2 separate regions of the Mus musculus genome follow, and region 1 is linked to region 2. Evidence: chromatin contacts called from public promoter capture Hi-C data. All regions are on one chromosome and are shown on one strand. The core of a region is the stretch at or near the end of the contact, and the rest is flanking DNA. Distances in the headings are between cores, read along the strand shown.

The links. Promoter capture Hi-C pulls out the DNA fragments that hold promoters and counts their contacts.
Region 1: a contact with region 2 is called in a promoter capture Hi-C map of pre-B cells, with 2.8 times the contacts expected there. The contact joins the promoter of Crnde here to the promoter of Cnep1r1 in region 2.

What each region holds. Positions count from the first base shown.
Region 1 is chr8:92,354,802-92,359,294 of GRCm38.p6, reverse strand. Crnde (colorectal neoplasia differentially expressed (non-protein coding)) reads left to right here and starts at 3,175. Exons shown (of 4, transcript NR_110452.1): 1 at 3,175-3,607. It overlaps Irx5 (Iroquois homeobox 5), which reads right to left and starts at 1,499. Exons shown (of 3, transcript NM_018826.2): 1 at 866-1,499. The coding sequence starts at 1,111.
Region 2 is chr8:88,116,349-88,121,181 of GRCm38.p6, reverse strand. It overlaps Cnep1r1 (CTD nuclear envelope phosphatase 1 regulatory subunit 1), which reads right to left and starts at 2,423. Exons shown (of 6, transcript NM_029074.3): 1 at 2,313-2,423; 2 at 1,331-1,402. The coding sequence starts at 2,337. Gm2716 (predicted gene 2716) reads left to right here and starts at 2,575. Exons shown (of 8, transcript NR_151771.1): 1 at 2,575-2,816.

The sequences.
Region 1 (4,493 bases), core at 1,926-4,425, 4.2 Mb before region 2:
TTTAGCACACCACCTTGGAGGCCACCATCTGCTGGGGGACCTCGGTGCCCAGGTCTCAGATCTGGCCTCTGCGGAAGGGCCCACGGTTCTCTTAGAGGCCTGAGCAGCCTCAGCAACAACTCAGAGCTCTGCTCCAGAGCGGCCGCATGTTGGGCGCAAGGGGTACAACAAGGGAAGGAAAGGCTCTTTCTTTAATCTTCAAAGAAATGCGATAGACAAGCTGAGCCTTAGCTTGCACACCGACGGTCTAAAAATGCTATCCCTAACCGAAGCCGTTGCGCTTTTCCAGAAATCACACCCCGCCGTAAAAACCCGGATACACCGCATCTCGCTGGCCGTTTCAGAAATTTAATACTTCCAAATCGGATTGCGAAGATAGGATTACGGATTTGCAACATTTTGGGGATTAATTAAAGGCGAGGCCAAACACATTTACATAGATTTAGCACACTACTACTGTTTGGAATTCCGGTCGGCTTCTTTTGAACTACTTTTTCCAACATGGCAAAACCAAAAGAAAGAGGAGGAAGAAGAAGAAGAAATTTGCGGGTTGTCCCAGAGCTTTGAGCCAAATGCCGTTCTTTATAGTAAAGACCAATCAATCCCCCCCCCTCCCCGCGCCCCAAAGCCTTCCCTTCAGCTCGGCGATCCCAGCAAGACGCGGCTTTCGCCAGAGCCACTCCGGAGCCCGCGGCTCGAGTGAAGCTGAATTAGACAATTGCTCAAGTTTGCAAGGGCCGCGAAGCTTGGCGGGTGAGGTGGCGCCTAGGCCCGTGTCCACCGCAACCGGGCTCTGCAGGCCTGGCCCCGGCTGCCCGCTCGCTCGCCCGCCCGCCCGCCCGCCTCGGACCCAGCTCACACTCACCACGTAAGAGAAGGCAGCGGCGGCCGCAGCCGCGGGGTCGGCGCCGTACTGGAGGTGCGAGTTGTAGCCGGGCGAGGGAGCCGTGAAGGCAGTGGAGCCAGCGTAGGGCGAGAACGCGGAGCCCGAAGAAGAGCGGCCGAGCTCATCCGTGCGGGGCCCCGAAATGACGCTGGTGCTGTATGCGGGGCACGAGTAGAGCGCCAGCGAGGCGGACGGCTGGTACAAGTAGCCCTGCGGGTAGGACATGGCCACACACGGGCATGGGGCGCGCCGCGCCGCGGCGGCCAACGAGCCGGGCGGCGCCCTGCGAGGGCGAGCGAGAGGGCACCTGGCTTCTGGCTGCCCCGGGCCGCAGCTCTTCGAGCCCCGGCTCCCGGGCTCCGGCCCGCGGCGCCTCCTGGTTGGCTTCCCGCGCGCCTCTGGCTGCGACCGCCGCGCCCGCTCCTCTGCGCGCCCCGCTTGCCCGGGCTAGGCTTTCTCTCCCCCCACCCCCCTCCCTCGCTCTTTGCACCGGGGGGCTCTGCTTTTGGCTTTGCAAAGGTCCTGCCAAGATGCTAAGTTGGAAATTGAGGATTCTGACGCCTTGTGTGCGCGCGAAGCTCCTCCTTCCCGGGGTGTAGTCGGTGGGGGGACTGGCAGGAGCCTCTGGCCGGCGGCAGCCAACCCGGCCGCCAGGCGCGTCTCGCCCTCTCCCTGTTCCTCCCCGGCTCCTCTCCCGCTCACTGGCGCTCCCCTCGCCCCTCCCTAGCGCCCGCCTCTCCTCCGCCACCCCCCTCTCCTCCTCTGCCCGGCCTCCCCCTCCTCCCTCCCGACTCTTCCTCTCCTTCTCTCTTTCTCAGACTCTCGAGCGCCGGCCCCAGGATGACAATCACATCCCAAGCGCGCCGATCGCTTCCAACTTTGCTCTCCTTTTGCTAACTCTGGGCGGAGCGGCAATCTCGACGTACAACTGGCCTTAGTCTTGGCTCGGGCCGTTCGGGAACACAAAGGGAAAGATGCAGCGGGCTGCGCTCGGGAGAACGCTCTGCGCCCTCCTCGCCAGTGCGAATAGCGAAGTTGGCGGACGTCTTGTTCTCCCGAGAGCTGGGCTGGGAGGTGGTTTTTCTCCCTCCACGCTCCACAGTGGCTTCTCCCTCCTGCCGGAGGTCTCTAGGTTGAGCTGGAGACCTGGAATTCAGATCCCAGGGAGAGTCGATGGATGCCGGCGCTCAGGGCACAGCGAGGCCGAGATGACCGCCTTTCTGCGCCAGCAACTGCAGCAGGTGGGCAAGAGCCAGGCCTAAGTAGAAGGGGCCCCGCTAGCCCTTCCTTCCACCCATCCCTGGCAGACGACGAGAAGAGGCTAGAGAGGAGACTCTGGGGTCTCTGGCTGGGGGTGTGACTTTTCTCTGGAACGAGGAAGGCAGTGGGCAAGAAGTGCCCGACGGAGAAGCTGTTCTACCCGAGTCGGTCCCCCAGACGCCCCCGGCCCCTTGCCATCCCAAGTAGCGATGCCTGCTTCTCATGTCTAGCCACGAGCAGCTTGCCCCGTCAGGTCTGTGGAGCCGGAGGGTGTGGGGTCTCGCCCCTTTTGTTCCACTAAGTCGCCTTCCACCCTCGCTCGCCCCCGCCCCAGTTCCACTGCAAACACTGGGCAGTGAACAGTGTCCAACCCAACCGCTGTTTGTTCAGCGAGGCGCTGGCCCGGCAAACACACACCACAGAGTCCCAGGCAGAGTTCTCGGAACACCCCCTCCCCAAACCCCCCACGGCCACACAGTGAGAAGGCAAAACAGACCCTAGTCCCTGGTCTCCACCTCCCGCCGCCGCAAATTACAAACGCACTGAAGCTTTGGGACAGACAGGGGCGCTGGTAAACCAGGACCGCCGGCGGCAGAGTGCACACACCACACATCAAGCATTTTGTGGCCTTTCACAACCCAGCCACGCGCAGGCTGGAGCGTAACAATACACAAAGTTTCCTGTAATGATTCTCACTAGCCAGCAAGCAGTTTGCTCGGTTGGGGCCGTGGCAAACACTAACCCCACGCGGATCGCACAGGGACCCGCACCGCGGCGCGCATTCACGCACGCGCGCAGACTGCCCCCTCACTTAGCACTCAGGATACAGGTTCCGCCCCCGAGAGGTTGGACCCCGCGGACTACATTCTCCAAGAACCTCTAGGCCTACCCCGCCCTTCCCCTACACAGCTTCGCCTCTGATTGGGCGTTGGTCTCCATTAGCCCCTCCTCTGGATGACGTAATCCGCTTCCCTCGGAGTTCCAGCGCCAGGGGGCGTGGCTGGGAGGGTCTTTGGCTGCGTATTGTCATGGAGACCAGAAGCGGTCGGCTGCTGAAGCGGGCGGCTGCGAGCTAGACTGATCGGCACGCGAAACCGGAGCCCTGGAGAGCGTGCGGCGGCCTGAGGCTGCCTCTCGGGCTGACCATTCCGGGTTCGGGGTAGGCCGGAGCTCTTCAGGGAGCGTCCCCGCCCCGACGCGCGGGTCCCCGCCTCCCGCGTCCGCACCGCCCCCCGGCTCCGCCCGCTCAGCCCGGCTAACGGTCGGCGCGGCCTGCCACGAGGGAGCGTCCGCGGCCCGCGCAGAGCCGCGCACCAAGCCGATGGCGGTGGACGCAGCAGGGCCCCGCGGTCTGAGTGCGGGCAGGCGCGCGTGGGCGTGTCTCCCTGGCCCACGCGTGTCCCCGGCATCAGTGTCTCGGCTCTGGTCCAGGACGAAGACTTCTGAAAGCGAGCCAAGGAGGTTTGTGCCACCGAGAGCCCAAGTCTGTCACGCAGACATCCTCATTACATAATCCTGCCACTTGGGCGACTTGACTGTTTCTGTCTCCCCCTCCCCATCTTGCTCCCCACTCTATATTTTTTCTGCTCTCTCTCTCTCTCTCTCTCTCTTTTTTTTTATTTTTTTTATTTTTTTTATTTTTTTTGGTGTGTGTGAAGGACTAGAAAGTGTCCTGCAAGATATTGAAACATTTAGAATTTGCGATTTTGTTTCTCTGGTTGTCACCTCCGCTCTACATCAAATTTAAGGCTCATTTCTTAAGGATGTCTCTATTTTCTGCTTTATTTGCACACTGATGGCTCTGCTGCTCTGCTGGCCTCAGCCGCCTGCGTCTGATACAGAACCGCGTTAATAAGAGAGGGAAGGCGAAAGCTGATCATTAGCAGGCAGACGGAACTCAGATAGCATCTGGCGTCCTTTTCTCCATGTTTACAAGAAAGCTTTTATATTCTCGCTTGGTAAACACATTCTTGCTGGCAAACACAAGGTTTTAACTTTTTATCTTGATACTAGGGGAGAATCAACACTCCTCCCCACACAAACACCTTTTTTTTTTTTTCCTTTCTGTTCCGTCAGCTTTTCCATTTGGGAAACTGTTCACTTGTTAGCTGTAGTTCCGGGTCTCTTGTCGCTGAAGCTTTTTATACACCAGCAGAGGTAGGACCCTCATGCCAGATCACCAAGACTCGTTTATTCCCCCTTACTGCTGCATTTGTATATTTCTAAACATGTACTAGGGCTAGGTTACTCTGTTTTTAATGTTGGCTTGTTAAGCTTCATTTAAAAACTTGCCAAGGGTTTATTGGTTTGTCGTGTCTGCACGGATCTAGTTATGCCTAGCTCTTAA
Region 2 (4,833 bases), core at 1,174-3,673:
TGAAAAACCAAAAAATAAAAAAAGAAAGTTACAACTTTTTTTTTTTTGGTTTTGGTTTTTTGGTTTGTTTGTTTTTTTATTTTTATTTATTTATTTATTTATTTATTTATTTTTATTTTTCGAGACAGGGCTTCTCTGTATAGCCTTGGTTGTCCTGAAACTCACTCTGTAGACCAGGCTGGCCTCAAACTCAGAAATCTTTCAGCCGGGTGGTGCTGGGATTAAAGGCGTGTGCCACCACCACCCAGCTGAAAGTTACAACTTTTAATTAAAAATATGTCTCTTAAGGCTGGAGAAATGGCTCAACCGGCTGCTCTTCTACAAGTCCCATGTTCAATTCCCAGCACCCACATGACAACTTACAACCCTCTATAACTCCAGTCCTAGAGAATCTTTTGGGGACTGCACATATGTAGTATACAAACATATGTGCAGGCAAAACACCCATACATAAAATAAAAAAAAAATATTATTGGAGGTGGGGTTGGAGAGATAGCTCAAAAGTTAAGAGCACTTGTTCTTGCAGAGAACCTGGGTTCAGTCCCCAGCACCCACACAATAGCTTATAATCACTAGCAACTCCTGTTGCAGGATATAAGGTACCCTCTTCTGGACTCTGCAGGCAACAGGCATGCACTTAAAATTAAAAAATATGTATTTTCATAAAAAATAACAATTCAACCATATAAAATAGTCTCTCCTTTTAGGGTAGCCAGTTATAATTTCCTTTTTCTTTAAAAAATTATTTAGTGTGTGTGTGTAGCTGCATGGTATATATAGGCATGCATGTCATAGCACAGCACAAATGTGAAGGTCAGAAGAGAAGTTTGTGGAGTCTGCCCTCTCCTTCCCCTTTAAATGGCTTCTGAAGATGCAACTGAGGGATATAGGCTTGAACGGCATACACCAGAGCTATCTTGCCAGCTCATAATTTTCTTAAGTACTTCTGTGTAATACGTTGTCAACAGCACTAAGTAATACATTTAAAAGTTGTCTAGCCAGGCTTGGTGGCTCACGCCTTTAATCCCAGCACTCAGGAGGCAGAGGCAGAGGCAGGTGGATTTCTGAGTTCGAGGCCAGCCTGGTCTACAGAGCGAGTTCCAGGACAGCCAGGGCTATACAGAGAAACCCTGTCTGGAAAAACAACAACAACAACAACAACAAAAAACAAAAACAAAAACAAAAAAAGTTGTCTAAACTCAGAAATCTTATAGCTTAGTAAAACAAGGATTTACTAGTCAAAAGTTTTAAAGAAAGGGAGTCGTTCCTACTTAGGAATAAAGCTATCAACCACACTTTATTTTCCCTTAGAAAGCATTCAGCAACTTACTTCTCCAACGTCCAGTGGCAGGTTGCAAGCAATGAATATATTCAGTAAGTCTTCTTTCGAAAGCCTTGAGATCTAGGTAAAGAGAATTCAGTTCTCTATCTGCTCTTTCTAGTCCGAAATGAAATTTGATAAAATGAAATTTTAGATCGACAAACTCCAACAGGTCTTGCACATCAAATTACTTGTGTCACGCACCGTTTGCTTATATAATAACAATTTTAAGTACACAACAAAAACATCATTTTTCGTTCATCCCAATTTCTGGAAACCAGTTGGTCTACTTTTAGAAGCTTGAAAACTGGTATGCTGGAAGACCAGCAGCAACTTCAGCCAAGAGTCAAAAGCTAAAACTGGGGGGTGCGGTGGAGGGTGTTTACAAATAAATGGACCAAACTCCAGCTTAATTCTAATTCTGTGGAACCAAGAACTTCCTGTTGAAACATCAAAATCCATGAGGTCTAATTGACTGCAATTATCCGATTCCGGCCCTAGCTCTTATCATTAATTGATGGCTATGTAGTATGGGCTTACTAGACTTCCATACACAGATAACGGGCTGTACAAACATACTCCCTTATCCTCCTAGGAATGGGTCGCCGGTGAACGTCCGGCCAGCAGCAGCGCCTACGCCTTGTGCTGTGGCAGAGCGTACCTCTGAATGAAGTAGGGTGTTATTCCCACAGAGGTGTTTTTTAAAAAATCAAAATAAAACAAAACTTTGAAAGGCCAAGAGTACATCTAAATTCCGGCAATTACAGAAGCCAAGGAAGAAATTAGGGTTACGGTTCGTTAGGTTGTCAAACAGAAAATGAATTCGCACTCTATAACTCGCAAGGGCTCGTCACTGAGACGGGGGGGCCCCCGAGCCCCTGCGGGGGGGGAAGGCGGCACCCCTCGGCGGCCGTGCGCCCCGCGTCCCCGCCACGCCGCCCTCGCGACCTCCTCAGCCTCGGGACGGGACCCGGCGGAAGACACACTCTACCTTCCGCTTGTTCCAGCGAGTTCATGTCGGGCGGCAGCTCCGGTCACCGCCACGGCCCGGTCCTCATCGCAGCCCGCCCTCCCCGCCCCGCCGACAGCGCCAACTCCCACCTCTAACCGCTCCCTTCAGCCCCTCCGTTTGGCACCGCCCATTTTCTAGAAACGTTGAGTTTATTGGGTAGCTCATCCAGACCCCTCAACTAAACTAGTTTTCTATTGGCTAATTTCAGCAAACGCCTTCGGGAACCCAGCGCTAGATGTTCAACTGGAAGGGCCGAGAATAGCGAGCAGCTAGGCTGATATAGCCATGGCGCCGCCTCCTGCCTCGGGGAGGAACTGAATTCTGTCCAAGCATACTTTATTTTTAAGCTTGGTTGCTTTCTTAGTTCTTAAAACAATGATTGAGCGCCCACTAACTTCTGGGCAGTATTTTGGTTGCTAAGGAGAGACCACCAATCTATCCCTGCCCTCAAGGAACTAAAGAGAAACTGAGATATGTTCAGCAGTAAGTACTAGAAGCGCCCCCAAGCAGATTTCCTTGATTTTGATTTCTCTTCTTTAGATATCCAATTCCTTAAGGAAGGATTTCTTTCTTGGTTATTTTCTCCTCATGTCGTCCAATATAGTCATAAAGAATGCACAAAGTGCCGGGCGGTGGTGGCGCATACCTTTAATCCCAGCACTTGGGAGGCAGAGGCAGGTGGATTTCTGAGTTCGAAGCTAGCCTGGTCTACAGAGTGAGTTCCAGGACAGCCAGGGCTAAGAGAAACCCTGTCTCGAAAAACAAACAAACAAAAAAAAAAAAACCAAAAAAACAAAAACAAAAACCAAAAAACAACAACAAAAAACAAAACAAAACAAAAAAAGAATGCACAAAGTATGTCTTTGTAAGTATAACAAAAATATGTACAGGGTTAGCAAAATTAACATTTGATTAAAATGACCTGTTATTTCTGTTTATTTCCTGGTGGTCATTGATTCATTCAAGAGGTATTTATTGCATGACATGCTACGCATTGTATTTGTCCCATATTACATTATATTTATGACCACGGTAGATAAGATTGCATTCCTCACAGTGAAAGGTTTCAGGGAGCAATAAACATAAAAGTAGGCAACTGATTTCAGATAACAGTAGCTCTATGGAAAAAGCAACCAATATTAAAGACAGGAGGAAGGAGGTCCAGAAGTGTTGCAAGGAAGTTTGAGCTGAGAGGCCCAAGAAGACGGAAAGGATCCAGCCACACAGATCAGGGCTGAGAAGGTCTTTGAGCAACACCGCCATGTTCCCAAAATTGATACATTGTGTGTTTTACTAATCAACCTTTGCCCTAACTCACTTATCAGCTCCTGACTCCTTTGTTTTATAGACTCCTCTACCCTAGTAGCACTTTCTAAACTTTCCCATTAAGGAGCCTTCTCTGGTCCAAACCCTTTACATGCATTATCTCATTTAAACTTTTACGATGACTTGTTTGTTTTAGAGATGGAGTTTTTCTCTGTAGATTAAGCTGGTCATGAACTTGCTACAAAGGTCCATTCTGGCTTCAAACTTGCAGTCCTCCTGCTTAAGCCTTTCAAGTATTCAGGTGTGAGTTGCCAAGCCTGACTTAAAGATGTGTGTGTGTGTGTGTGTGTGTGTGTGTGTTATGTTTTTTTCCAAACAAGGTTTCTCTGTATAGCAACCTTGACTGTCCTGGAACTCACTTTGTAGAGTAAGCTAGCCTAGAACTCAGAGACCTACCTGCAGTGCTGGGATTAAAAGCATGGTACCATCATGCCCAGCTTCGAGATGAATTTTTAATGTTATGGATCAAAACCTATGAGTTATAAAATATACTTATTAGATGATGACATCTTGATGTTTTGAGCCAGGGTCAGACATATTCCTGGCTGTTTTGTAACTCTCTATGTTGACCAGGTAGGTTTTGAGTTCACAGAGATTTTCTTGCCTTTGCTGGGATTAAAGGAATGCTACACTACACCCTTGCCCATAGCCATTACTTTTTTTTTTTTTTTTTTTTTTTTTTTTGAGACAGGGTTTCTCTGTGTAGCCCTGGCTGTCCTGGAACTCAGAAATCCACCTGCCTCTGCCTCCCAAGTGCTTAAAGTAATTAAAGGCGTGCGCCACCACCACCCGGCGCCATTTCTTTTAAGAACAGAGGCAGCTGAGTGTGGTGGTACAAACGTTAAGTCCCAGCACTCAGGAGGCAGAGGCAGGCAGATTTACCCAGGGAGCTCCAGGCTAGCAAGACTACACAGTGAACTCTGTCTTTTTGGTTTTTGTTTTTTCTTCAAGACAGGGTTTCTCTGTGTAGCCTTGGCTGTCTAGAATCTTGCTCTATAGATCAGACTGGTCCAGATCTGTCCCCCAACCCCCTGCTATCCGACTTTTGCACATCCCATACCTCCTCCCCACCCCTCACTGGCTGTTCTTGCAAAGGACCCAGGTTCAATTCCCAGCACTCACATGGCGGCTAATAAGTGTCTGTAACTCCAAATCCAGGCGTCTAATGCCGTCT